Regions from separate parts of the Mus musculus genome. Here regions 1, 2, 3, 4, 6 and 7 are each linked to region 5. Evidence: chromatin contacts called from public ChIA-PET, HiChIP or PLAC-seq and promoter capture Hi-C data. All regions are on one chromosome and are shown on one strand. Each heading gives the region's core, a stretch centred on a gene start, on an enhancer-like site or on the middle of the called end of the contact. The rest is flanking DNA. Distances are from core to core; before and after follow the strand shown. Region 1 holds the start of Gbf1 (golgi-specific brefeldin A-resistance factor 1). Region 2 holds the start of Pprc1 (peroxisome proliferative activated receptor, gamma, coactivator-related 1). Region 3 holds the start of Ndufb8 (NADH:ubiquinone oxidoreductase subunit B8). Region 4 holds the start of Fbxl15 (F-box and leucine-rich repeat protein 15). Region 5 holds the start of Btrc (beta-transducin repeat containing protein). Region 6 holds the start of 4930505N22Rik (RIKEN cDNA 4930505N22 gene). Region 7 holds the start of Nolc1 (nucleolar and coiled-body phosphoprotein 1).

What was found. Promoter capture Hi-C pulls out the DNA fragments that hold promoters and counts their contacts. ChIA-PET counts read pairs in DNA pulled down with a chosen protein or histone mark. HiChIP or PLAC-seq counts read pairs in DNA pulled down with a chosen protein or histone mark.
Region 1: an RNA polymerase II ChIA-PET map of memory CD8 T cells shows a contact between it and region 5, with 7 read pairs. The contact joins the promoter of Gbf1 here to the promoter of Btrc in region 5. A contact is called at or near these places in 1 of 484 Hi-C or Micro-C datasets (embryonic stem cells) and 1 of 115 datasets of contacts at active chromatin or transcription factors (memory CD8 T cells).
Region 2: a contact with region 5 is called in a Ronin ChIA-PET map of embryonic stem cells, with 25 read pairs. The contact joins the promoter of Pprc1 here to the promoter of Btrc in region 5. A contact is called at or near these places in 1 of 39 promoter capture datasets (pre-B cells) and 4 of 115 datasets of contacts at active chromatin or transcription factors (astrocytes, embryonic stem cells, extraembryonic endoderm stem cells and 1 more).
Region 3: a promoter capture Hi-C map of liver shows a contact between it and region 5, with 3 times the contacts expected there. The contact joins the promoter of Ndufb8 here to the promoter of Btrc in region 5. A contact is called at or near these places in 5 of 39 promoter capture datasets (the 3T3-L1 cell line, liver, neutrophils and 1 more), 2 of 484 Hi-C or Micro-C datasets (CD4 T cells and CD8 T cells), 1 of 115 datasets of contacts at active chromatin or transcription factors (bone marrow-derived macrophages) and 2 of 9 other capture datasets (liver and pancreatic islet).
Region 4: a contact with region 5 is called in a FOXA1 HiChIP or PLAC-seq map of pancreatic cancer cells. The contact joins the promoter of Fbxl15 here to the promoter of Btrc in region 5. A contact is called at or near these places in 1 of 39 promoter capture datasets (pre-B cells) and 1 of 115 datasets of contacts at active chromatin or transcription factors (pancreatic cancer cells).
Region 6: a contact with region 5 is called in a promoter capture Hi-C map of pre-B cells, with 5 times the contacts expected there. The contact joins the promoter of 4930505N22Rik here to the promoter of Btrc in region 5. A contact is called at or near these places in 2 of 39 promoter capture datasets (liver and pre-B cells), 2 of 484 Hi-C or Micro-C datasets (both in embryonic stem cells), 5 of 115 datasets of contacts at active chromatin or transcription factors (astrocytes, embryonic stem cells, extraembryonic endoderm stem cells and 2 more) and 1 of 9 other capture datasets (liver).
Region 7: a promoter capture Hi-C map of pre-B cells shows a contact between it and region 5, with 2.0 times the contacts expected there. The contact joins the promoter of Nolc1 here to the promoter of Btrc in region 5. A contact is called at or near these places in 1 of 39 promoter capture datasets (pre-B cells) and 1 of 115 datasets of contacts at active chromatin or transcription factors (pancreatic cancer cells).

What each region holds. Positions count from the first base shown.
Region 1 is chr19:46,150,715-46,154,011 of GRCm38.p6, forward strand. Gbf1 (golgi-specific brefeldin A-resistance factor 1) reads left to right here and starts at 1,844. Exons shown (of 40, transcript NM_178930.3): 1 at 1,844-2,078.
Region 2 is chr19:46,055,256-46,058,607 of GRCm38.p6, forward strand. Pprc1 (peroxisome proliferative activated receptor, gamma, coactivator-related 1) reads left to right here and starts at 1,284. Exons shown (of 14, transcript NM_001081214.1): 1 at 1,284-1,488. The coding sequence starts at 1,336.
Region 3 is chr19:44,553,874-44,557,088 of GRCm38.p6, forward strand. Ndufb8 (NADH:ubiquinone oxidoreductase subunit B8) reads right to left here and starts at 1,569. Exons shown (of 5, transcript NM_026061.3): 1 at 1,444-1,569; 2 at 1,058-1,184. The coding sequence starts at 1,528.
Region 4 is chr19:46,326,909-46,330,542 of GRCm38.p6, forward strand. It overlaps Fbxl15 (F-box and leucine-rich repeat protein 15), which reads left to right and starts at 1,276. Exons shown (of 4, transcript NM_133694.2): 1 at 1,276-1,618; 2 at 1,767-1,920; 3 at 2,180-2,685; 4 at 3,194-3,538. The coding sequence starts at 1,566. The coding sequence ends at 3,383. Psd (pleckstrin and Sec7 domain containing) reads right to left here and starts at 248. Exons shown (of 18, transcript NM_028627.2): 1 at 176-248. Cuedc2 (CUE domain containing 2) reads right to left here. Exons shown (of 9, transcript NM_001164291.1): 9 at 2,904-3,634.
Region 5 is chr19:45,362,104-45,365,438 of GRCm38.p6, forward strand. It overlaps Btrc (beta-transducin repeat containing protein), which reads left to right and starts at 1,631. Exons shown (of 15, transcript NM_001037758.2): 1 at 1,631-1,783. The coding sequence starts at 1,736.
Region 6 is chr19:45,996,256-45,999,663 of GRCm38.p6, forward strand. 4930505N22Rik (RIKEN cDNA 4930505N22 gene) reads left to right here and starts at 1,882. Exons shown (of 2, transcript NR_152221.1): 1 at 1,882-2,464. It overlaps Armh3 (armadillo-like helical domain containing 3), which reads right to left and starts at 2,233. Exons shown (of 26, transcript NM_198296.2): 1 at 2,161-2,233.
Region 7 is chr19:46,073,786-46,077,119 of GRCm38.p6, forward strand. It overlaps Nolc1 (nucleolar and coiled-body phosphoprotein 1), which reads left to right and starts at 2,062. Exons shown (of 13, transcript NM_001039353.2): 1 at 2,062-2,364. The coding sequence starts at 2,245. RefSeq lists an enhancer at 1,971-2,042 and cis regulatory regions at 1,984-1,990, 2,013-2,019.

The sequences.
Region 1 (3,297 bases), core at 594-3,093, 790 kb after region 5:
AGGCCACATTCCAATGGCCTTAGAAAAGGTTTGCTTTGCTGGACATGGTAGCATATGACTTTAATCCCAGCACTTGAGAGGCAGAGGCAGGCAGACAGACCTGAGTTCGAGGCCAGCCTGGTCTACAAAGTGAATTCCAGGGCAGCCAGGCAGCCAGGGCTGTTACCCAGAGAAACTCTGTTTTGAAAAACAAACAAACAAAAGATTTATTTTTTATTATTTGAAATGTATGTGTCTGTGCCTGGCATAGTGGTGCAGCATTTGGGAGGCAGTGGCAGGTAGATCTCTGTGAGGTTGAAGCCAGCCTGGGCTTCAAGGACAGTCAGTAGCCAGGGTTACAGAAAGATCTCTCTCTCTCTCTCTCTCTCTCCCCCCCCCTCTCTCTCTCTCTCTCACACACACACACACACACACACACACACACACACGAGAGCGCGCGTGTCTCTGTGTGAGTATGTGCCCAAAGTGTTGGATCCCTCTGGAGCTGGAGTTACAGTAGATAGTGCTATGTACATCCTGGGAACTGAACTCAGGTCTTCTGGAAGAGCAGCAAGCACACTTAACTGCTAAGCTTCCTTTCCAGTCTCACCTGTCCGCATTTCGAAGGAAAATGGGAAATCATCATCATCATCATCATCATCTTCTTCTTCTTCTTCTTCTTCTTCTTCTTCTTCTTCTTCTTCTTCTTCTTCTTCTTCTTCTTCTTCTTCTTCTTCTTCTTCCTCTTCTTCCTCTTCTTCCTCTTCTTCTTCTTCTTCTTCTTCTTCTTCTTCTTCTTCTTCTTCTTCTTCTTCTTCTTCTTCTTCTTCTTCTTCTTCTTCTTTTTGTTAACGATGTGGACTAATGGTGTGAGATTAGGCCCTCAGACTTGATCCTCATACACCTCCACCAATCGTTCATTAAGATTTGTCCAAGGCTTAATAGGAAGGGCTGAACTGAGAGTCATATAGCCCTATGGAGTAAGGTATACCAAGTATTGAGGGAGGCTGGAGAGATGGTTTAGTGGCTAAGAGCATTATCTTAAAATAGACAAATTCTTTCTTTTTAAAAAGAAGTATTAAGTACCCCCATGCCCCTTACTCTCCGCACCGAATTGGCTGGGGTAGGTGTATGTTTTTCTCTGCTATGCATGGATCCAGCTTTCCTCGGTAGAACTCTTTCCACGTCTGGAAAATGAGGATACTCTAATTAGGTATCCAAGATTTCTGCTACCATTTTCTCTATTTCTGGATGGTAGGAATGGAGTAGAAAATGCAAAAATCAGAGTTAGGATGAGACAGGCACATATACCCAAGTGGGGCACAGAAGACAGGAGGGCGTAGGCAAGATTGCACGGGCCGGATTTAGGAACGCGTTTCAACCCCAGACCTGCCTGGAAAGAGAGCGATCCCTAAAGTAGTAAAGCCCAGGTGACTTTGGTAGGATGAAGTTGGGGGAGTAGGGTCGCCCGCTCAAGCTCTCAAAACGGACCCCGCCCCCTTTCCAGCAAATCATAGCCTTCCTGCCCAGGATGCCCAGCAGCCACTGCTAAACAGCGCACTGCAACCGAACCCTATCTGACCCCACCTCTTCAACCGCCCAGCACAATTTTTCATTGTTTATTGGCTTCTGTAACTGTCAGTCAGAGAATCCTCGTATCCGTTGGCTGTCCCCTACCTACTCTTCTTTCCCTTGTAATCTGGTCTCTTTGGGCATTGCACGCCTCCCAGAGCTAATTTCTTTCTTCGATTGGATAGTCGGAATGCCACTTTTCAGAGTGCCACGCTCTGATTGGCTGAGCGCGGCAGGACTCTCGCAGTTACCAGGCAGCGGGCTAGACTGAGGCTAGTTACCACGTCAGTGAGCTGACAGGGAAGGTAGCCGGCACCACCGAGCGTCCCGGCCCACTTACTCCAGCCTGCAGTGAGGTCTCACCCTGAAGTTAGGGTTGCCTTCCAGAAGACAGGATCCTTCCCTTCTCTCACTCGCCGCCGGCGCCGGGAGAGCGGCCGGGAGACGCCTCCGGGGCCAGGCTGGACATGAGCTGCGGCTGCCGCCGGTTCTGGGACTAGGCCCCGCCATTTTGGATCCGCTGACAGGTCAGCGAAGTCTCTTCTTAGAGTTCCAGCGTCGTGAGGGCCTCCTGACGTTGCCATCAAGAATAAGGAGGAAGGGTCCTTCGGTTGGGCGAAGCGGCCTGGGCGATGGGCTTAGTGGGAAGAAGTAAACCCAGAGGACTGATGTGAGAGGGAGTTGGGAGGTGTGCAGGGGCCAAAGGTCAGACCCTTGTCCCCGAGGGGTGTTTCAGCTCCACCTGTGACTCGGTGGATGCTAGAATCTGTTTTTGTTTTTGTTTGTTTGTTTGTTTGTTTTCCCTAGGCATAATCTGGCCTGCAGCTCTTCTTTTTCAGACCCTTCTGCACCCTAAAGTCCTCAACATCTGAAAGCAAAATTAAGGATGGTTTCAGGGTTTAGAGAGTGAATCTTTTCAGATTCTGTACATCTGTCACTTCGGGGTGACTGCGTCCTAGCACAACTGAAGCGCCCCATTAATCCTGAAAGATGAGCCAGCTCAGTTTGGATTAGGTAGTCAGAAGGCATAGAAGACTGGAGGCAGCCGCCTGAGAACCTGGCCTGTAAGATCTTGCTTTTACAGGATAGCTCAGCTGTCACCAGGGGTCTGCATGTAAACACCTTTCTTTCTTTTTGAGTCAGGTTCTTTCTGTGTAGCTCTGGTTTTTCTGGAATTCACTATGTAGACCAGGCTGGCCTTGGATTTACAAAGATCCACCTCCTTCTGCCTTAAACTCTTTAGGTGTGTGTTATGGGTAGGCATTTACCCACTGTAACTCCCTTCTTTTTAAGGATATGAGGTTTGATCCCAAGGCAGCCACTCTTTTGTGACACATTTGATTGAGAGTTAAGAGGGGTTTGAATACTGATAAGGCTTGGTCCTGGTGGTCTATTTATTTTTAGTAGGTGAAAAATCATGAAAAGGGCTGGAGGGAGACGTAGCTGGTTGAGTGTTTGCCTTGCATGTATGGAGTCCTTGAGTTCAGTCCCTAGCACTTCATAAACTGGGCATGTTGGTCCACATCTGTAATTATTCCCTACTTGGGAGATGGAAACACGAGGGTTAGCCCTGACATTCAAGGTTATCCTCAGCTACTTCTTGAGTTAGAGGCCAGCCTGGGCCAAGTGAGACACTGTCTTTAGCAAAGAGACAAGTTAGGAGAGTTGTTCTGCTCCTTGTGGTAGGGTCAGGGAAACAGAGTGAATGGTAGGGCACAACCCGAAAGAGTGTAGTTTATGGCCCAG
Region 2 (3,352 bases), core at 34-2,533, 690 kb after region 5:
ATGGTTGTGAGCCACCATGTGTTTCCTGGGATTTGAACTCAGGACCTTTGGAAGAGCAGTCAGTGTTCTTAACTGCTGAGCCATCTCTCCAGCCCCGCACCACATCTTCTAATGGACTTTGGGAATGTAATTCAGGCTTGGTGGCAAAGTTCCTTTAGCTGCTGAGCTATCTCATTGGCAATCAAATGTATCAAATATATGTGTATGCCATGCATACGTAAATAACCCTCCCCCCACCCCCAAAGAAAATCTGATCTAAAGATCACCTGGAGCTGGAGTTATTGGTGTTCGTGAGCTACCTGACAAGGGATGCTAGATACTCTGAGAGAACAAGTAATCGCAATTACTGAGCATTCTCTCTAACCCCCTCCAATAATCTAAGGTTTCGTAATAATAAGTGTTGCTTTAAAAAACTGAAAATATGACGAATGAATGAACATTAGAAATAGGAATGAAGTGTAAAAATACAGAAAAGGATCGTGGTTGGCTGGGATAATCAGAAAAGCTTTCCTACATTAAATATGACTTGAAGGCTATTTTGAGGTTAGAAGTTCCATGCAGAGAAACAAAGGGAAGGAGAACACTTTTTGTTTGGTTGTTTGGCTTGGTTTGTTTTTCAAGACAGGGTTTCTCTGTGTAGCTCTGGCTGTCCTGGAACTCTCTCTGCAGACCAGGCTGTCCTGGAACTCAGAGATCTGCCGCCTCTGCCTCCCAAGTGCTGGGATTAAAGGAGTGCGCCGCCACTGTTCGGTGAAGAACACTTGAAGGATGGCAAGGAATTCTGGAGTAAAGAAGTTTGATAGAGAGAAACCAACCTAGTTTTCTGAGTAACTGTAGCGAAAGAATGGAAGATGCGGTATTTTTATAGAAACATTTGCACTAGTGCTGCAGTATGAGATTAGCTGAGGGTTAGTGTCTAGACTGGGAGTATCCACTTGGGGGTGCTGCTTGAAAACAGCGGTCGACTTGAAGTAAGGTGGAAGGAAAGTACAGGAGGAAGAACATCAAACAAAGAGGTCTAACATCTGGGCAATTTAACAAAAAATAAAGTGATATTTTCCTTACTACTGCGTACTCAGCAGCTTGGTCAAAAGTGAGCCCTACAATACGCATACAGCACTACCCGCTAATCTTCCTTCATAGACTACAATTCCCAGAAATCCTCGAGGGAGGTCAGGGCCTTTATCTTTTTCCAGGTTGCAAAGTGGTTCGCTGCATGGTCTTCTGGGATTCGTAGTCTTGCAGTGTCCTTCGGGAGATGTAGTTCCTTTCCCACAATCGGCTGGGCGAGGCGGCGCCGGCGATCAGAGCAGCGCTGGGTGTTCAGGGGCCAAGATGGCGGCGCGCCGGGGACGGAGAGACCGAGTCGCGCCGCCTCCGACTGGGGGCCCGGGTCCTGACCCTGGCGGTGGAGTGCGTGGCGGCAGTTGGGCGAGTCGAAGCCAAGCGCCGTATGGGACCGGGGGCTCCGTGAGCGCCGCGGAGCAGGTGAGAGGGTGGCCGGCGGCCCGCGGCTGGCAGCAAAGCGGCGTGTGCCGGGCGGTGACACGTGGACGCCACAGGAAAGGGAGGAAGCACTTGCGTGCCGATGCTGCGGGAGTTGGGTAGGGCTGAAAAGACCGAAGTTGTCTGCGGAGGGTATGGCAGCAGAGCCAGGGACCCTGCGGCGATTCCTGGGCACGCCAGAGGGACAGTGTCGGGCGTCAGAAAGGTGGCCCTAGATGGGGCGTCAGGGACTCGGGATTGGAGTTGAAGGCTAAGACTTCTTCCTAAGGATGCCGGAGGAGCTTCACCAGCTTGGCGCCGTAGTTCCTTTTTCGGAGCACGTGGGGTGTGGGGGGGACGATTTCCCGGGAGAACTTGTCTGCCTCCCCCTCCCCCTAGGCGGCGCGGGCGCCCACGTGGGTAGGGCTCGCCGGCGGGGGCGGGGGGAGCTCGGGGCGCGGGTCCACGTGGGGGCGGGGAAGGGATGTCCACGTGGCTCCTGTCCCAGGCTGTCGGGCATCTAGTATCCGCGCCGGAGTTGCACTGCCGGGAACTGGGTGTGTCTCAGCCGCTCCCGCCATCTCTAAAGCCTGTGCTGGGACCTCTGGTCTGGAGGGAGGTAGGGACTGCTGGAGGCAACTTTGCTCAGAGCCTTAGGAGTTTTTTCTCTCTCGCCTGCGTCTACAACGCCTTCTGTCGGTAGATGGTGGACTTTCCAGATGTTCTCAAAGTCGGCTTCCTAGAAATGTCAGGGTGTGAGGCGAGGATTAGAGGATTTGAGACTAAAGGGCTGTGGAGAAAGGAGTTCGTGGAGGCTTCTGTCTGACCGTCTTGGAGTGAGTTGTGTGTCATAGACATTGGCGGTTTGGTTGCCTGCAGTCCTTCATATGTGTGGTTCAAGGGTCATGGGAGTGTCAACTAACCTGTGACTAGTTTAATTTTTCCCCTCATTTTGTTTCTAGCATCTTTTTTGGGGAGGAGATAGTTAAGGCGTGCTTGGGTGAATTCTCAGCTACAGCTTCGGGAATTGTGTCTGTGTGAGGCTTTTTGGAGTTTTTCATGGAGATAGGAAAAAGTGAGAGGTGGTTTGAGAACTATTGAATATATGTAGTTGAACATTTAATGGGTCAGGAAAAATGTTTTGTGCTGGGCTTCCGAAAATGCTCAAATCAGGTTTGCAGTGAAGTGAGCAGGAATTAGTTGTCTTTTTGACAGCAACCCCATACGAGGTTTGATTGCAGGCTTCCCAGTAATACTAGGTCCAGCAAAACAGCCTAGGGGGGAATGACTTTTGGGGCATGCTCTGGGATCAACCATCCTTTTTCCTCCAACTTTTTACAACATCTGTGGTCAGCACTGTTCATCATCTGGGAGAGACAGTAGGGGTCCAAGATCCAGCAACAGTAGAAGTTACATGGTCTGTCAACTCAGTATTTATCAGGGTGTCATATTTAAGTACTGATGTTGCTAAACCACACAGATGTGATCCTTGCAGTATCCTAAGTTTAACTCAGGAGAGACATAATAAATAGTGGTGGGTAAAGCTGAAGGAAAGTGCAGGTTAGTTTGGAGTATGTAGTCATCAGAAATCTAGTTTGAAGTCTACAAATGGAAGAGTCCTTTTAAATTGAGACTCCTAAGGCCCTGTGAAAAACTTTTCTCAAAGGGAATAGGAAGTGAAGATCAAAGGCATGGCTTATGGGAAGAACTGAGGCCAGCCTAGCAGAAGAAGGGTGGGATGGTAGAGGACAAGCTCAAGAGGCTGGCAGGAAGAGCAAGACATAAGCCATTGTAAGGAGTTTAAATCCCATGCTAAGAGCGGTAAGATACCATTGAATGAGTTTTTTGTTTCTCCCTGTGAAGTCTT
Region 3 (3,215 bases), core at 319-2,818, 810 kb before region 5:
CACTTAGAATAGAAGAACTTGCCCCCAAATCAAGATGTCTTAGCACTAAGCACAGAACCAAAGAGGTCCAAAATATAGTTAGAGGTTATGTCAAATCCTGAAACAATATGGCCTTATCTTCTCTTACAAAGAAAAGTCACACAACTCAGAACTAAAGGGAATTTAGCAATCAACTACACCCATATTGGTTGGATAAAACAAAATAGGTACACATTAGAAAAGGCTTTTCTTCTCCATAGCTACTATGTTTCTTAACCACAAGTTGATGTATACCCTCATGCTTCAAACACCTCCTTGGAGGTCTCCCTTAACTTGGTTTTCCCCCCTAAAAATCCAAGGTCACCTTATACAGACTACTGCCCAGGCTGTTCTAGTCCACAACAAAGTAAAAAACAGACAATGGAAACTGGACACGTGTCAAAAAAATGATTGGAAAATAAAAAGAAAAGAAAAATGCTAACACAGGAAGTGACGATGATGTTTAACCACTATTCATAATTAACTTTGTTACAGGGGATAGATAGAGGGCCAGAAGGGACTAACACCAACTGAAGAATGAAGGCTGACATGGAGTGTAATCTGCTTAACCATCAGTGACATTTTCATATGCCTAATGGCAAAAAACAAACAAACAACCCCCTCCCCCAAAAAAGCCAGACATACACAAATATAGAGTACCCCAACCTCAGCAAGGTTCTCAGGACAGGGGTCCAGCTCCCGCCTGGTCAGCACCTGAGCCCAGCAGATGCTCAATCTAAATGAAACGCAGTGCTCTGGATGGAGCCATGGAAGAATCTCACTATTCTGGAGTCCTCGAGGGAGCTATGATAACCTCGGCTTCCTCATTTGAGCAAACAGCCTGAGCCAAGCAAAAAAAATGGAAGTCTTCTCGGCTGCAGCGGCTCAGCCACCCACTCCCACCTCCCCCAACCTAGAAAAGCACCCGCACTAATGACTCTGAGGGGTCACTACAAGGATCCGGGAGAAAACGCCTGGGTCGCACCACCCAATCCAACCGCCTTCACCGCTCCTGACCCGAGTCCTCTACCTCACTCACCCCATGCCATCATCGGGGTATGGCTCGTAGTCTTCCACTCGCATGTTATACTTCTTGGCGGCCGCGGCGCGTTCCTCTGGGGTCCTAGGATATGACCCCGGCAACATGTCCTTGGTCATATGGAAGGCTGGACGCAGAGGGATGCAGGTCAGATGGACACGGTGCTTTAGGCGCCCACCCAGAAAGGACTAAGCCGCAGTGACTGCAGAGGCTGTCGTTTCGCACCTTGCCGGACTACAGCAACCCTGTATCCCTTCTTTGGGCACACGAATCCACCGCGACCTCCCACCCCTTACCCCCAGCCAGGACACCTCCGCCACCGTCCCAAGGATGCCTCCATCCCGAAGCAGTAAACTTCAGGCACCCGCTTCCCACACCGTGCAGACCTCTCCGTGCCTCCAGTGGCACCACGCCCCGGGTTGTCCTCTGCAGCCATCGGACTCCCAGGGCCGCAGCCCGGGCGGCAGCCATCTTCACCTTCTCCGCGGTTCACTCTGCACATGCGCAAAAGCGGGTCACGGTGGCTGAGTCGGGCCAAACGGCGATCTCCGAAGCCAGCGCAGAAGTCCCGGCATCAAGCTGGGCGGGCTTTATTTAAATATGCTGTAGAGCCTGGACGGTGAGCGGCTGATGAGGTGCCAGGACAGACAGCAAGGAGAGAAAACAAAGCTACTGCTTACTTGATATTGCAAGTTACTGTATTCCTTTTCGCCTTCAACCGACTGAGGCCCTTTCGGGGCTGCGCCAGCCGAATATCTCAGACCGCTGTGCAAAGTAAAACCAGCCTTCTGTCCTCACACACAGTCCTTTTTCACATTTAGCTCTTGGTTTTGTTTGATCCTTTCTCCAAATCTCTTTCCTTATATACTCAAAGTTGTCTCAGTTCATCTAAATGTCTCAATCACCTCAACCCAACAAATACAAAAACCAAGCCGATTACTGGAGGCGGCTCGCCTGACCCAGCCCCAAACCTCCCATTTTTCAGGAAAAAAAAAAACAGATTTCAAACAGAAAGACCATAATTAACAAACTCTTAACACAGACTGGGAGACATGTTTGCATACTATTAAGTTTTCGTTTTATTTGTACAAGTAGGGTTTGGATATATTACACATTTTGAGTATGCACGTATTTCCATCAACTCTTTAGACACAATTACTGTAATAGAATCCCTTCTCAAATGTATACCAGATCGACAAACACAGGCGTGTACTATTCAACATATAGATTTGGGGAGGCCTACTGCAGTGCATTTTATCCTCTTGTAGTATCATTAGACATCATCAGAATTAATTTGACAGCATCTGCATTTAACTAATAGCAAACCCTGATCTCATGTTGCTTAAAAGCAATGTTGGTATAGGTTATTCATTTGTTTTTTTTTTATATTGTTTATATAGAACATAGCATATTCTTTTTTAAGAAGAAAATTATATGTATGGGTGTTTTGCCCACATGTGTGTTTGCACTCCACATGCATGTGGTAGTGGAGGAGACCAAAGGGCAGCAGATCCCCCTGGAACTGGAGTTTCAAAGAATCCACAGTTACCGTGGATTGTTGGCCTTCATTCAGGTGCTGGGAATTGAACGCTGGTCCTGGATCCTCTGTCCTCTGGAAGAACAGCCAGTACTCTTAACCCCCGAGACATCTCTCCAGCCCCACAGTGTACTCTTATGTGATGGTATATGCCTTTTGTAAAGTCAACACTTGAGAAATGAAGACAAAAAAAAAAAAAATCAGGAGTTAAGGCCAGCCTGGGCTACATAATGAGTCTAAGGCATATCTGGGCTATGTGAGACTGTGGCGGGGGTGGGGTGGGGGAGAAGTGTATAATGATTTTTAAGTGTATATTACAAACGTGTGTGACTATTACTTCTATCTAGATCTAAAACATTTCATCACTGCCCCAGAGAAATCTCATACCAATTAGCATATTCCTCTACTTCCACACATTGGCAAACACTAATCTACTTTCTGTTTCTATGTTTTTGCCTAAGCAGTATGTGATGGTGTGTATATGCTTGGCCCAAGGAGTGGCATGATTAGAAGGTGTGGCCCTGTTGGAGTAGGTGTGTCATTGTGGGTGTGGCTATAAGACCCTCATCCTAGCTGCCTGGAAGCCAGTATTCTGCTAGCAGCTTTCAGATGAAGATGTAG
Region 4 (3,634 bases), core at 26-2,525, 960 kb after region 5:
GGCCAGGGTGGAAAAGGGTCTGGCTCTTTTAGGAAAACGCCACACGAGTTACTATGGTAACTATTCTCCTTTGGAAGGCCAAGACCGGCAAGTTATGACCTGGGAAGAAAGAGAGGGTCGATTCGGGTGGCCAGAGGGTGCGAGGACGTTCGAAGCGGGGGTGCGCGGGGCTCACCGCGGGGAGGGGTGGCGCGAGTTCCGCGAGGTGCTGAAGGGGACAGCGCCAGATTTGTCGTAATGCGCAAGCGCAGAGGCGCGAACAAAGGGGGGGGTGTGGAGGCGCGCGCCCGGAGGTGGTGCGCGCCCACATCAATCTTGCAGAGATCCTTCCAGGCTACCCCTTCCCCAAGTAGACTGAGACGAGGAAGCAATCCCCTCATCCACCTTCACCCTCTTGTGTCTTTCCGGTGCTAGTTGGCTTTTCTCTTTATGCTACAATTCAGTAATGAGGTAGTGTAGAAGGAATTCTGGGAAAACCAGGATTTCTGGGTTCTTTATCCTTGCTTCGTTTGATCCTGGTTAGGGAGCTTTCTCCCTAGAGCCTCGATTTGCCTGTCTTTAAAATGGACGGTCCTTCCTACCTTTGCTGATGTACCCAAACCCCTGATAAGGATGGGAAGCAGTTTTCGTTACGAAGCGGCTGAAATGTTTGCATAAGGGCACGCAATCATGTAGATAGGATGCAGCGGTCTTACAGTCTTTCGCATGCCCCACACCCACCTCAGATGTTGGAGGAAAATATTACGCCAGGGGTTCTCCAGAGAGGGACTTGGGCTTAGTATCTGGGGGTGCAGTGAAAGGGGAGCCTAGTGGTTGAGCTTTGGGAAGACAATGTCCCTACAATTAATCCAGGACCAGTCAAAGCAGTACGGCTAGTGGCCTGCACTGAGCAGGCAATTCCTCTCGGACTCTGGACCGCTGGAAAGCAGACCTGGCTGGTCCTATATAGTCCTTTGTCCTTAGGCAAAGAGCCGGACTACGCTGCCCTGAAGTGGAAAGAGATGGATGTCATGATTGTGCATTTCACAAGAAATGGCAGGTTTAAACAAGTGTGCTTGAGAGTAAAAGCCCTAGCGTCGCCCATTTAATCTAGTCTTTTGGCAGTTGCTTATTGAGCACCTAGTACATACCAGCTAGTTATAGTCTGGGCAGCCTCTCCCCCTTTTCTTTTTCCAAAGTCGCTTAAAGGCGACCAGAGGACAGAAGGAGGCACTGGGTAACCTAGGAGTCCTGGCTCCGCCCCTTCTGCCTTTGGCCTTGTCTGCTCCTCCCATCACCACTCAGAGGCGGCTACTGGCCCGCAACGGAGACCGAAAGCAGTGTTCGCTCGCCGCTACTCCAGCCTCGGGCTTCAAGCCCTGTAGCTGAGAAGACATCTAATGGTACATCACTGGTCCGTTCTGCCTCAGTTTCGGGATCCATCCGAAAAGCTTCCTGACAAGGATTCTCAGTGAGACCGCACTCGATTAAATCGGTCTGTCTCTTCCGACCAAGGAGGCGGGCTCGCCGCAGCCGCTTCAAGGCCAAAGCGAGTGGAGCTTACTGCGCACGCGCAGTAGACAGCGATGGAGCCACCAATGGAGCAGTCCGGAGGGGAGCAAGAACCAGGAGCTGTCAGGTACCGAGCACTGGAGGGGCCTAGGGAGGGAGGGCAGCCGAGTCTGGGCCGGACGCGGATCCCTCTTGCCAGCCGGGACTCTCGGGTATAACAGAAGGACTCGCACGTAACAGCGGCCCGGGGACGTCAACGCCGTTTTCCCCCTCAGGCTCCTGGACCTGCCCTGGGAAGACGTGCTGCTCCCGCACGTCCTGAACTGGGTCCCGCTGCGCCAGCTGCTCCGGCTGCAGCGCGTCAGTCGCGCCTTCCGGGCGCTCGTTCAGCTGCACTTGGCGAGGCTGCGCCGCTTCGACGCCGCTCAGGTGAGCCGGGGCCCGGAGCCACGCCCACGCCACGCCCCCGCGTGGGTACCACCGTCGCCCCGCCTCCAGGCCAGCCCCTGCTGCGCGGTAAACCCTTCCCGACCCCGGGTGAGACGTGGAGAATTCCAGAGGGCAGCGGCTCGGAGGGAGCTCGGTGTCCCTTCTGGGAGGGCAGGGGGCAAAGTCCCGAAGTTAGGCGGCTGCCAGGCAGTGGCCCGCCCCGGGGACAGACTTGAGTCTCCGTGTCTCCCGCCCGTAGGTGGGTCCACAGATTCCACGGGCGGCACTAGCCCGGCTACTGCGGGATGCTGAGGGGCTGCAGGAGCTGGCGCTGGCTCCGTGTCACGAATGGCTGTCGGACGAGGACCTGGTGCCGGTGCTGGCACGGAATCCACAGCTCCGGAGCGTAGCGCTGGCCGGCTGCGGCCAACTGAGTCGCCGAGCCCTGGGGGCGCTGGCTGAGGGCTGCCCGCGTCTGCAGCGCCTTTCCCTCGCTCACTGTGACTGGGTGGACGGGCTGGCACTGCGTGGCCTCGCTGACCGCTGCCCGGCTCTGGAGGAGCTAGACCTCACCGCCTGTCGTCAACTCAAGGACGAGGCCATCGTGTACCTGGCGCAGAGACGCGGCGCGGGCCTCCGCAGCCTCTCATTAGCAGTCAACGCCAATGTTGGGGACACTGCGGTTCAAGAGTTGGCTCGAAACTGCCCGCAGCTCGAGCACCTAGACCTCACCGGCTGCCTTCGGGTCGGAAGCGACGGTGTCAGGTGCCTGGGCATGGGGGCGGTACTGTAGGAAGTGGGCAGTCACTTTGGGGATAGGGAGGTGGGTTGTACTTGTCAAAGACCCATTAGAAAGACCTCTGGCATTTTTTAGGCTAGAAAGTGTACAATTAAAAACAAAACAAAACCAAAAACCAAAACCAAAACAACCCCCCCAAAAAAAAAACAAAAACAAAAAATAAACAGACTTGGGAGCCAAGATTGACACACTGAGAAATGTCACATAAAGTTGATTTCTGGCATTTCTGCAACAAGGTGGGTAATCTAGAAACACTGGAAGGAACTATGGATTGGTACTCTCTAAGAACCAGAAACCCCAAATGAGCCTGGAGTCTGTAATTCCTTCCTGGCCCCTTCCTTTAGGTACAGTAAAAAAGAGCAGACCCTGAGCTGGAGGGAAAGCTAGAACTTGCTGGAGCCAGCTGCGGGTTTAGAGGGCTGGCCCTCCAGACCGTGAGATTCAGCACCTAGCATCACCATACTCCTCCCTCAGGACACTGGCCGAGTACTGCCCGGCGCTGCGCTCTCTGCGGGTGCGGCACTGCCACCATGTGGCTGAACCGAGCCTGAGCCGCTTGCGGAAGCGTGGTGTGGACATCGACGTGGAACCACCCCTGCACCAGGCTCTGGTGCTACTCCAGGACATGGCAGGCTTCGCACCCTTTGTCAACCTACAGGTCTGACTAACTTTCCTTGGGGTGGGAGCACAGCTGGACTGTGTAGCCCGGGCTTGACCCTGAGCCATAGGGAAACTGAACTGTGGGGGCCTGTGGTTGACAGGCCTGTGAAATCCCCTGTCCCACCCTGGAATTTCAAATAAAGAGCTTTTTACCCCTTCTTGCGTGGTGCATAGGGGACGGGAAGCTGGGAACTAGTCAGAGAGACAGGTTTTTTCCCTGCCCTGGGGGCAGAAATGAGCAGAATGAGCATATAC
Region 5 (3,335 bases), core at 381-2,880:
CATTATGGAAGAAGAGTAATAACTTTTTGTTTGTTTGAGTCCTGGTTTCACTATGTAGCTCGGGCTGTCTTGGAACTTCCTATGTAGACCTTGTGAACCTCGAACTCACCAGCTGCCCCCTTATCTCCACAAGCCAAGTGCACCTACGTATACACAAAATAAATAAAAAAGTAAAAAAAAAAAACCAACAAAACAAACAAACAAACAAACCCAGAAAACACCAACCAACCAACCAGAAAAAGAAAGAACAACAGAAACCTAACCAAAATTTGTTGTATTATTCCTAAGTACCATTCTCTCTTGGCCAATGATGTTCTCCTAATTAAAGATCTACTCCAGGTGAGGCACAGTAGTGGCTGTGGGTCATCATGTGGGTGCTGGAAATTGAACCCAGGTTCATTGCAAGAGTAGCAACTGCTCTTAACCACTGAGCCCATATACCCCAGCTTTTTATGTGGGTGCTAGAAACTTGAACTCAGGTCCTTGTCCTTTCATGGGAAGCACTCTTATCTACTGAGCCATCTCCCCAGCCCCATCTTGTCCCTCTCTTTTCTTTTGTATTTTTCAAGACAGGGTTTCTCAGTGTAGACTTTGCTGTCCTGGAACTTGCTCTGTAGACAAGACTAGCCTCAAACTCACTACATCAACCTGCCTCTGCCTTTGCCTCCTAAGTGTTGGGACTAAAAGCATGTGCCACCACACCTGGCCCATTTCTGGCTTTTTTTTTTTTTTTTTGGTTTTTTGAGACAGGGTTTCTCTGTATAGCCCTGGCTGTCCTGGAACTTACTCTGTAGACCAGGCTGGCCTTGAACTCAGAAATCCTCCTGTCTCTGCCTCCCGAGTGCTGGGATTAGAGGCGTGCGCCACCATGCCCGGCTCCCATTTCTGGCTTTTTATGGCCAAAGACACTACTTATAGATTTCACTTGCTTGATAGTCATTGAATTTCATTTATGTAACACAGGACTTTGATCTCAGGGTTAGCAATGGTAGTTCATACTTTCTGAGCGCTAAACTCAAGGTTTCCTGGAGTGAGTTCTATCTGTCCCTGGCTTGCTTGGGGAGAGAAAAGGCTCTTCTGAAAAAAAAGAGGCAATAATAGCTTAGGATGTTATCGGAATCTTGCATTGATGTTGAGGCTGCTGTTACATGCACACTTGGCTCAAGTCTCTAGGTCTCAATCTTTCTGCAGATGCCAGATGTATGAACTTTAGGAGGGTCTGGTTTTCTAAAATCACAATTAGGGAGAACCAAGGACCCTGAGTTCTCTATTTTCCTAGTATTTGGAATACAGAGGAAGCGCTAGTCGCCATCTTGCTATCAAATGCCAGGCAAGGAGCCACTGGCGTCGTTTGGTAACCACGGTGACACTCCGGCTTTGCCTTCTTAGAGACTGGAAACTACAATTCCCATCAGCCGACTTCCCCTCCGGGCTCTCGAGTGCTCTACATTTGGCTTGCACACAGCCGCGACTCTACGCAGTGACCCGTGGGAGTTGCTGTTCGCCGCGTAGCCTTGCCTTTTGCCGCTGGAGCCTCCAGAACTACAAGTCCCGTGAGGCAGCGGAGTGCGCACGCGCAGAGCCGCGGTCCTCCTCGGGCCCCCTGCCAGTGCCAGGAGGTAAAAAGAGAGGGCGGGGGAAGGAAGAGGAGGCGGGATCCGGACGCTGCGTTGGCTGCGGCCTGGCACGAAAGGGGCGGCCCCGGCGGAGAGCAGACCCAGTAGTCCGGGCGATTATGGACCCGGCAGAGGCGGTGCTGCAGGAGAAAGCGCTTAAGTTTATGGTGAGGAGATGGGTGCGGGCAGGGGACTAGTGGAGGCGGCTGCGTTGGCGTGTCGCTGAGCTTAGGCCAGGGTCACCCGCTCACCGCAGGAGGGGGCAGTGGGACTGGGGGCCAAGGCCAGTGGCGAGGCGGAGGGAGGGACTGGACCTGAGCTTGGGGGAGGGTGCAGGAGGGTACAGAGGGGACCCTGGGGTGGGGGCAGCAGCTCCGCCATCTTGTGGAAGAGAGGCCAAGTGACAGCGGGAGCTCATTCGAGGTGGGGGCTCCTGGCGGCGCGCGGGGCCCCAGAGGGAAAGGGGCGTGGGGACAGTTACTGAAGAGCGGAGGAACCCGGGTGGAGAGACGCCTGTGGACGCTGGCAGGGGCCTTCCCGGTGTCAGGGTTACGGGTAAGGCCTGGGAGAGGAGGTGCACTCAGGAGTGGGGAATAGTGGAGATAGGATAATGGCAAGACAGACACTGGGGGCAGGGGGAAACTGGGCAGGGCTGGAAACTGATGGCTGTAACGGCGAAAGTGGGAAAACCATGGCTGGGAGGCAAGTATTTTTGTAGGATGGGCTGAGAAGATAGCCTTTGCCTAAGGGCTAAGGGTGGAATCCCAGTTAGCTCTACTAATGTTGGCAAACTCTGGAAGAGGCCTCATTTAAGAAGATAAGGACTCAGACCTAGGGCTATGGTGACAGTTCCTGGGAGAGAAAGACAGTGTTGATTGTGAGCTAGAATTACAAATATCAGAAAGGAGATACGTGCTCTGTTTTGAAGGAGAGGGTCAAAATTATTTGTGGTAAGGACAAAGCGATGAAAGAAATGTAGTTACAGGTGAGTGGGGACAAGGTTAATAACCAATAAGAGAAATCAAAACAAAACTTGGGCCTTCAGTGGTGAGGTAGTAAAAAGTGGGGGAAGCCAGGTGCTGTATTGCTTTCTGTGAGAAGAAAGTCCTTGGAGAAATGAGATGTGAGGAAATTTCAGAGGAAGGATGTAGGGAGTAGAGAAAGTGAGATAAGTCGGGATTGGTGGTTGCCCGTGAGTTTTAGGTTGTAGTACAGAGTGAGTATTGCATTTTTAGGGTCTGTGTCAACCCCTTAGGCCCTGTTTCTGTAACTTTGTATGGTGGTTCTCCTTTGCTGTGCTTGTCTTTGGCAACCTTGACCAGTCTGATATTTGATGCTTTTAATCTGATGCTTTCTTGTATAGCCTAGGTGTAAACCAGCCTCTAGTTACATCTAAAGAAGGATGGATGCATAGATTTTTTTTTTAAGCTTAACAGGTGGTCTTAGGGATAATGCATTATTTTCAATCAAGTCTTGTGGTTTTTTGTTTATTTGTTTGTTTGTTTTTGTTTTTTTTCAGAAGTAATTGTAACCCATCTTTCAAATAGCATTCCTTGGTTGAATAGTTTTTTTGTGCCTTTGCCTAAAATGCCATAACAAATTTGATAAACATAGATACTAACTTAGTTGAAATTAGGTTTTAAATTGTCCCATTCATATTTATAGAAGCTGGTCAAATTTAACTTTTTATTTTGGGGACTGGAGAGGCTGCTCAGCAGT
Region 6 (3,408 bases), core at 632-3,131, 630 kb after region 5:
GACTTGTATGATGAAATATTCGCCATTCAGTAATCACAGTTAGATGAATCACCATCCTCTATGAGCTGTGTAAAACAAAGCAAAGATTTTTTTGGATATTATTTTTCTTCCTCTAACTAAACTTTTAAACTACTGTCCATAGGAATGTGTATGGGAAATTTTATTGGTTATCTTAGAAAATAGTTATGCTGTAATATTAATTTGCTACTTGATATCGGCCTTGAAGTTGGACTTGAATACTGTGAAATTAAAAAATAAAATGGGAACTGCAGGGAAAAAAAAAAAAACCCTGACTTTAAGCTAAGTGTCCGTCTCAAGTCAGTGTTCAATGAGTGCTGAAGCAACATTTACCCTCACATCCCTGAATCCATTTGTTATTTGGTCACATTTTCCTAGTTTTATGGATCCCTAAACTGTGCTGTGTGAAACCCCAAATTCTGGGTTGGTTTCTGTTATTATTTTTCCTGATTTTTTTAATGTTGTTGTGTTTTTTTAAAGATTTATTTATATGAGTATACTGTAGCTGTAGGTGTCTTCAGACACAGCAGAAGAGGGAATCGGATCCCATTCCAGATGGTTGTGAGCCACCATGTGGTCGCTGGGAATTGAACTCAGCACCTCTAGAAGAGCAGTCAGTGCTCTTAACCACTGAACCATCTCTCCAACCCCATGCTATTGTTTTTTAATATGTGTGTCTGTGTGTGGATGTGTGTTTGAGTGCAAGTACCCACAGAAGCCAGTTACAGGTACCTGTGAGCCAGGAGCTAGCTAGTGTGGGAGCTGGAAGCCATATTTGGATCTTCTGAAAAAGCAGGAAGTGCTCTTAAACCTCTGAGCCACCTCCGCATCCCAGATTCTGGGTTCTAAGTTGTTATCCAGGGTTTGTTTTCATTTTTGGTGGGTTTTGGTTTTAGTTTTTTGGGTTTTGTTTTTATTGTGTGTGTGTGTGTGTGTGTGTGTGAGCCCGCGCTAAGCTGTTCAGGCTGGCCTTGAACTCAATGTGTATTTCAGGCAGGTCTAAGTTGGAGGCCAGTTTGGTCTACAAAGAGAGTTAACAGCAAGGGCTACACAGAGAAACCCTGTCTTGGGAGGCAAAAAAATGTAAACATGACAAGGTACAATGACTGTCATAATAAGAACACATTAAAGGCTTGCTAATTCATTAAGAAAAGAATGACTTCCTTAACTATTGGAAGAGAAGTTATCAAAACCTTTCTTAGATCTGCTATCTTGAAAGCGTTTCCATGGAAACGACCATACATACAACATTCAGTCAAAAACATACCAAAGAAGATTTCAAGTCACTCTGTCCTAAATCATGGGCAGGAGATAAGCCTAGCTTGGTGAGGTACACTGAAATCACAGCATTTGGGAGGGAGAATCAGAAGGATCGCTACAAGTTCGAGGTTAGCCTGGTCTACATAGCTAGTTCTGAACCGGCCAGGGGCCCTAAGGCTACACATATGATGGCTCTAACACTAGCCATGTTTAAACACCATGCTTGCCCTATTTTCAAGGAAAATGCACTTAAGTTTAAAACTTTTTCTAGAAAGAAAAGTTGGGGAGGTTCCGATAGTCCCGCAACATTTTATTAGGACATGGCTGAAGTATATCCACTGTCCCATTAGCCAGGGACAACTTCCCCAGTGACTATCATTCTTCACCGTACGAGGGAAGGGGTGGGTTTCCTGGCTGGCACACACTCCTCGCATGAAAGCGCAGTGGGTTTATTAACTCTGCAAAAAGTGGGTGCTAAAAACGGAAGAGCGCAGGACCCGGCATCTGAACACTTCACGGGGACCGGCCACCTCCCGTCCGAGGCGCAGCTTTCCACCAGGAGCCGACCGGCTCGGGGTCAGCCCCGCGCTGGGGTCAAAGGTCAGCGCCTCGGCGTCCCCGAGGCCCCAGCGGGACCTCCGAGAGGCCGGACCCAGCCGGTAGCGGGCGATCGAAGGCAGCGAGGCGGACTCTGAGGTCCCAGGCCCGACCCTCCCACAGCAAGCGGCCCCAGCAACCGCAGCCCTCCCCTTGCTCTGTCACCCGTGTCGCCGCGGCACACTCAGGCCCCGCCCCCAGGGCCGCCTCTGCGTCCAGGCCTAGTAGGGCGGACCCGCAGAGGTCGGCCAGGTTCGAGGACCCGGCAGGGCCCGCGCCGCTTACCGAGCCCCCGGCTTCTCTAGCACCCTAGCAGCTCGCAGGCCTGCTCGCTCCCGACTCCGGCGACGCCGCCACTGCTCCGGAATCACGGGCGCGTTCCCGACCTCCCGACACTTTTCCCCCAGGCCGCCGCTCCCCGCCGGGTCCTAAAACCCTCCGCTCTTCAGGTTCTTTCACGCCCTCTTCCTGAAGCGGGTTCAGACCACGATTCCCAGCAAGCATCGCAAAAACTACAACTCCCAACAGACACCGCGAGAGAACTAGCCCTTCACCTGAAGTCACTGGCTTTAAATCGGCTCTAGTAGAGGTTTGTTGTTGTTGCTGTTTTCGTTATTTTAAATTCTGACCAGCCTACAACCCAATCTTATGGAGGTATTTTCTCATTTGGGGTCCCCTTCTCTCGGATGATTATTCCTGTATCAAGCTGACAAAAAATTATCCAGCACAGGTGAGAGCGAGGAGCTGCAGTCTAGAAGAATATACATAGCCATGCACGATGTGTCACGTCTGTTAATCCCAACCCTTGGGAACCAGAGATAGGAGGATGAGAGGTTCAAGATTAGCTCCATCTTTATAGCAAATTCAAGGGCAGCCTGTGCAACAAGAAACCTTGTCTTTTTTTTTTTTTTTTTTTTTAGGTTTTCCGAGAAAAAGTCTGTGTAGCCCTGGCTGTCCTGAAACTTGCTCTGTAGACCAAGCTGGCCTCAAACTCAGAGATCCACCGGAGAGAGACAGAGAGATACAGTCACAGAGACACACTGGAGATATGGCTTAGCAATTAAGAACACTGGCTATTTTCACAGAGGTCCCAGGTTCAATTCCCAGCACTCAGAACTGTCTGTTACTCCCATATTCCTGTAACTCCCATCTTTCTCTGGCCTCTATGGGCACCAGGCACACACAAAGTACACATAGATAAAGGCAGAGCATCCATACACATTAAAAAAAAAAAAACAAGGGGAGAGAAAGAGAAGGAAATGGAAGAGAGGGAGAAAGGGGAGGGAGGAAGGAGCCATGCCTTGAATAATCGGGGTAAATGATTTGTATTTAGTCATTAGGTGCAGTTTCCAAAGGCTCTAACTCTTGGTCAAGAGATGCAAGGGTAGCCAGGCAGCAATGCTGCATGACTTTAATCCCAGCACCCTGAAGGCAGAAGTAGGCAGATCTCTGGGAGTTCTAGACCAACCTGATCTACAGGGCAAGTCCCAGGGCAGCCAGGATTATGCAGAGAAACCTTGTCTTAAAAGCAAA
Region 7 (3,334 bases), core at 812-3,311, 710 kb after region 5:
TCAAAAGATCCTCCTGCCTTTGCCTTCTGGATGCTGGGATTAAAGGTGTGTGCCACTACACCTCATCTGACGAGTTTATTTGAAACAGGCTCAAATGTTTAGCTGTTGTAGAATTTGCAGTCTAGGCCAGACTGGCCATGTTTCCAAGCCCCCTCCCTTTATTTTTGAACGGAGAAATCTAGCCAGTGAGCTCCAGGGTCATCAGTACCCTGCCAGCCCTAGGACTACGGATGCAAGCCACTGTGCCCTGCTTGTACAGCCGTGTCAAGGATCTGAACTCGGGTGTTTATGCTTGCACGGCTAGCATTTACACCGGCCCTTTCTAAATTCTGTAGAGCTGTGCAGGCTGGACTGGAATCCCGGTTCTCCTGCCTACTCTCTTCAGTGAGAGCTGCTAGGCCTGTGCATGAAGATAATTTTAGGATACAGACTCTTGTGGGGTGAAGGAGGTACAGTTGTTTGTTGGTTTTGCTTTTTTTTGTTTTTCCAGCCAGGGTTTTTCTGTATAGCCCTGGCTGTCCTGGATCTCACTCGTGAGGTCACCTGCTTCTGCTTCCCAAGTGCTGGGATGGATTAAAAGTGTGTGCCATCATGGCCTGGTTACTATGTCAAACTCCTCCCCTTCCACCTCCTTATCTCTCTCTATCCCCCCTCTCCCTCTTATCTTCTCCCTCTCTCAGACATCTGCAATTTTTGCCTCTCAACTCTGGGTTTAAAATCATTAGCCTCCGGGTGTGGTGGCTCATGCCTTTAATCCCAGCTTTCGGGTGGCAGAGGCAGGCGGATTTCTGAGTTCAAGGCCAGCCTGGTCTACAAAGTGAGCTCCAGGACAGCCAGGGCTACAGAGAAATCCTGTCTCGGAAAAACAAAACAAAACAACAACAAAAAAATCATTTGCCACCATACCTATGAGAATAAAAGTTTTCTCAACTGGGGTTAGTGTCTATTAAGTGTCATTAAAGCTCACCAGTTTGGTTTTGATCACCATCTTGGTTTGTGAATTTTTTTTTTTTTTCTTTTTTTCCGAGACAGGGTTTCTCCGTGTAGCCCTGGCTGTCCTGGAAGTCACTTTGTAGACCAGGCTGGCCTCGAACTCAGAAATCCGCCTGCCTCTGCCTCCCGAGTGCTGCGATTAAAGGTGTACGCCACCACCGCCCGGTGGTGTGTGTATTTTAAAAAAAACGATTTTGAGGCCGGGCGTGGTGGCGCAAGCCTTTAATCCCAGCACTCGGGAGGCAGACGGATTTCTAAGTTCGAGGCCAGCCTGGTCTACAAAGTTAGTTCCAGGACAGCCAGGGCTATACGGAGAAACCTTTCTGTCTTGGAAAAAAAAAAAACAAGCCAAAACAAACAAACAAACGATTGTGTATGCATAGAAGCACCTCTGGGAAATAGGATAACGGGTCCTTTTAGAAGGAGCGCCTGTTTTGAGGAAAGTAAAAGAAAGGTATTCACCGGAAGTGCATCTTTATTGCTTCCTGACCTGGACAGTAGCTGATACTGAAGTTTTCCGAATTCACTGTGACTTCTTTCTTTAGGAAGAAAGGATTTTTCTTGATCTTTTCCCTGGGATGGTCCCGTGTTCCTGTTCTCCGAATTGTAGATGGGAAGGATAACTGTCTTGTAACCTAGCTATGACTGACAGACAATGTGGGGTACCAACACCTTGTCACCACAACTTTTAGGATCCTCTGATTTGAGTCTGGGTCTGGGTGGTATCCTGAAGGACTTCACTGGGTGTGAAGGGAGGGAGGAAGCCATTGTCCGTGGGAGTTTGAGCAGTAGGTGACACCTCTAGAAGGGTTGAAAGAGCCTCGAGTTCTCCAGTGCACCCATTATTGTTAGTCCATTCAGTACTGTGAGGTCTCAGTAGCAGCCAGGGCTTGGAAATCTACAGTAGGAAGAAGCCCATTCAGCAAAGGTAATGCGCGGGAATTTGCAAGTTTTCCCGCCTCGGACAGGAGCGTGGCATCTGACGTAGAAGCTCCGCCTCCTTAGTGGGCGGCTCGTGGGCTCCGCCCCCTGCAGGATGATGACGCGTGTGGGACCGGAAGCAACTTCTAGATTTAGTCTGGGTCTCTCCTCCCGGGTGGAGGGTACGCGACCTCGTGTGCGCCACTCTTTTCCGCTGCGCGCCGCGCGCGACTTGATGACGACACTGGACCCGCCCTCGACCCGGGCTGTGCTTTGGTGTTCTTAAGTCGTGCCGCGTGCGCAACGGTAGTGACGCGTTTTACCCGGAGCATGGCGGATACCGGCTTGCGCCGCGTGGTTCCCAGCGACCTTTATCCCCTTGTGCTCAGATTTCTGCGGGATAGCCAACTCTCGGAGGTGGCCAGTAAATTTGCAAAAGCGACCGGCGCTGTGAGTCCTTGGTTTGGTCTGCGGGCCGGGGTGGGACGACTCTCCGAGCTAATCTAGGCCTTGTCGGCTTTAGAAGTTAAGGAGGCGAGGGCTGGGGTCTGTCAGTCCGTTGTCTGCCCAGCTTCTCTGCGGACCTTCCTCAGGCTGGAGGTCTCGGTGTCTCCTTCCACCATGTCTGACTAGCTAGCTCCGAGTATTACGGCTTTTACTTGGTGTGAGTTTTTGCAGCGGTGACAGGCATGGGTCCCTCGTGACCCAGGACATGTGGCGCTAGATCCCTCCGGGAGCATTGGGTTGGCGGTGCGTGGTTCTTCTGTACTTTTTGTTGGACTTACCCTTAATTGCAGTTTTACCTGAGACTCAAAGATTTTAGTAATGAAGGCTTGGATTCTATTTATACACTTGTTTGTTTTTACAAAAGAAGATGAGTGAGTGCAGGGATAAATTGCGAAGTAATGATAGCTAGGACTTCATATTGTATTTACTTATTTTTTTAAAAAGAAAAAAATGAATGAGTGTGGTGATAGGTTGCTTTCAGTATACTCTAGGAGTAGTGAGCGTCCGCCTGTGTTAAGTTGGCACTGAGCTTGGAGCTCCAGGTAGTGATGTTAGGCCAGGCTCTGCGGCTTTCTGCATGTATGATCCCAGCAGCCTTTTGTTTGAGACAAAGTTCATGTAGTCCTTGTGTAGTGGAGGATGGATATGAACTTCTGTACCTCTTGTCACAGCCTCTTCATGCTAAGTGCCTTACTGCCCTGCAGCACACTTTGTATACCATACTGGCCTTGAACTCAGCTCAGTCTCTGTCTACCAAGTGCTGGGATTAAAGGTGTATATCACCATGCTCAGCCCAATTTACAGCTTTTGAGTGAATGAGACTCACTGAGAGAAAAATGCACAAAGTAGTAACTCCATTGTAGGCACACAGGAACATGGGGTGAGTGACAGCTGTTATGTAAGAGCAAAATGT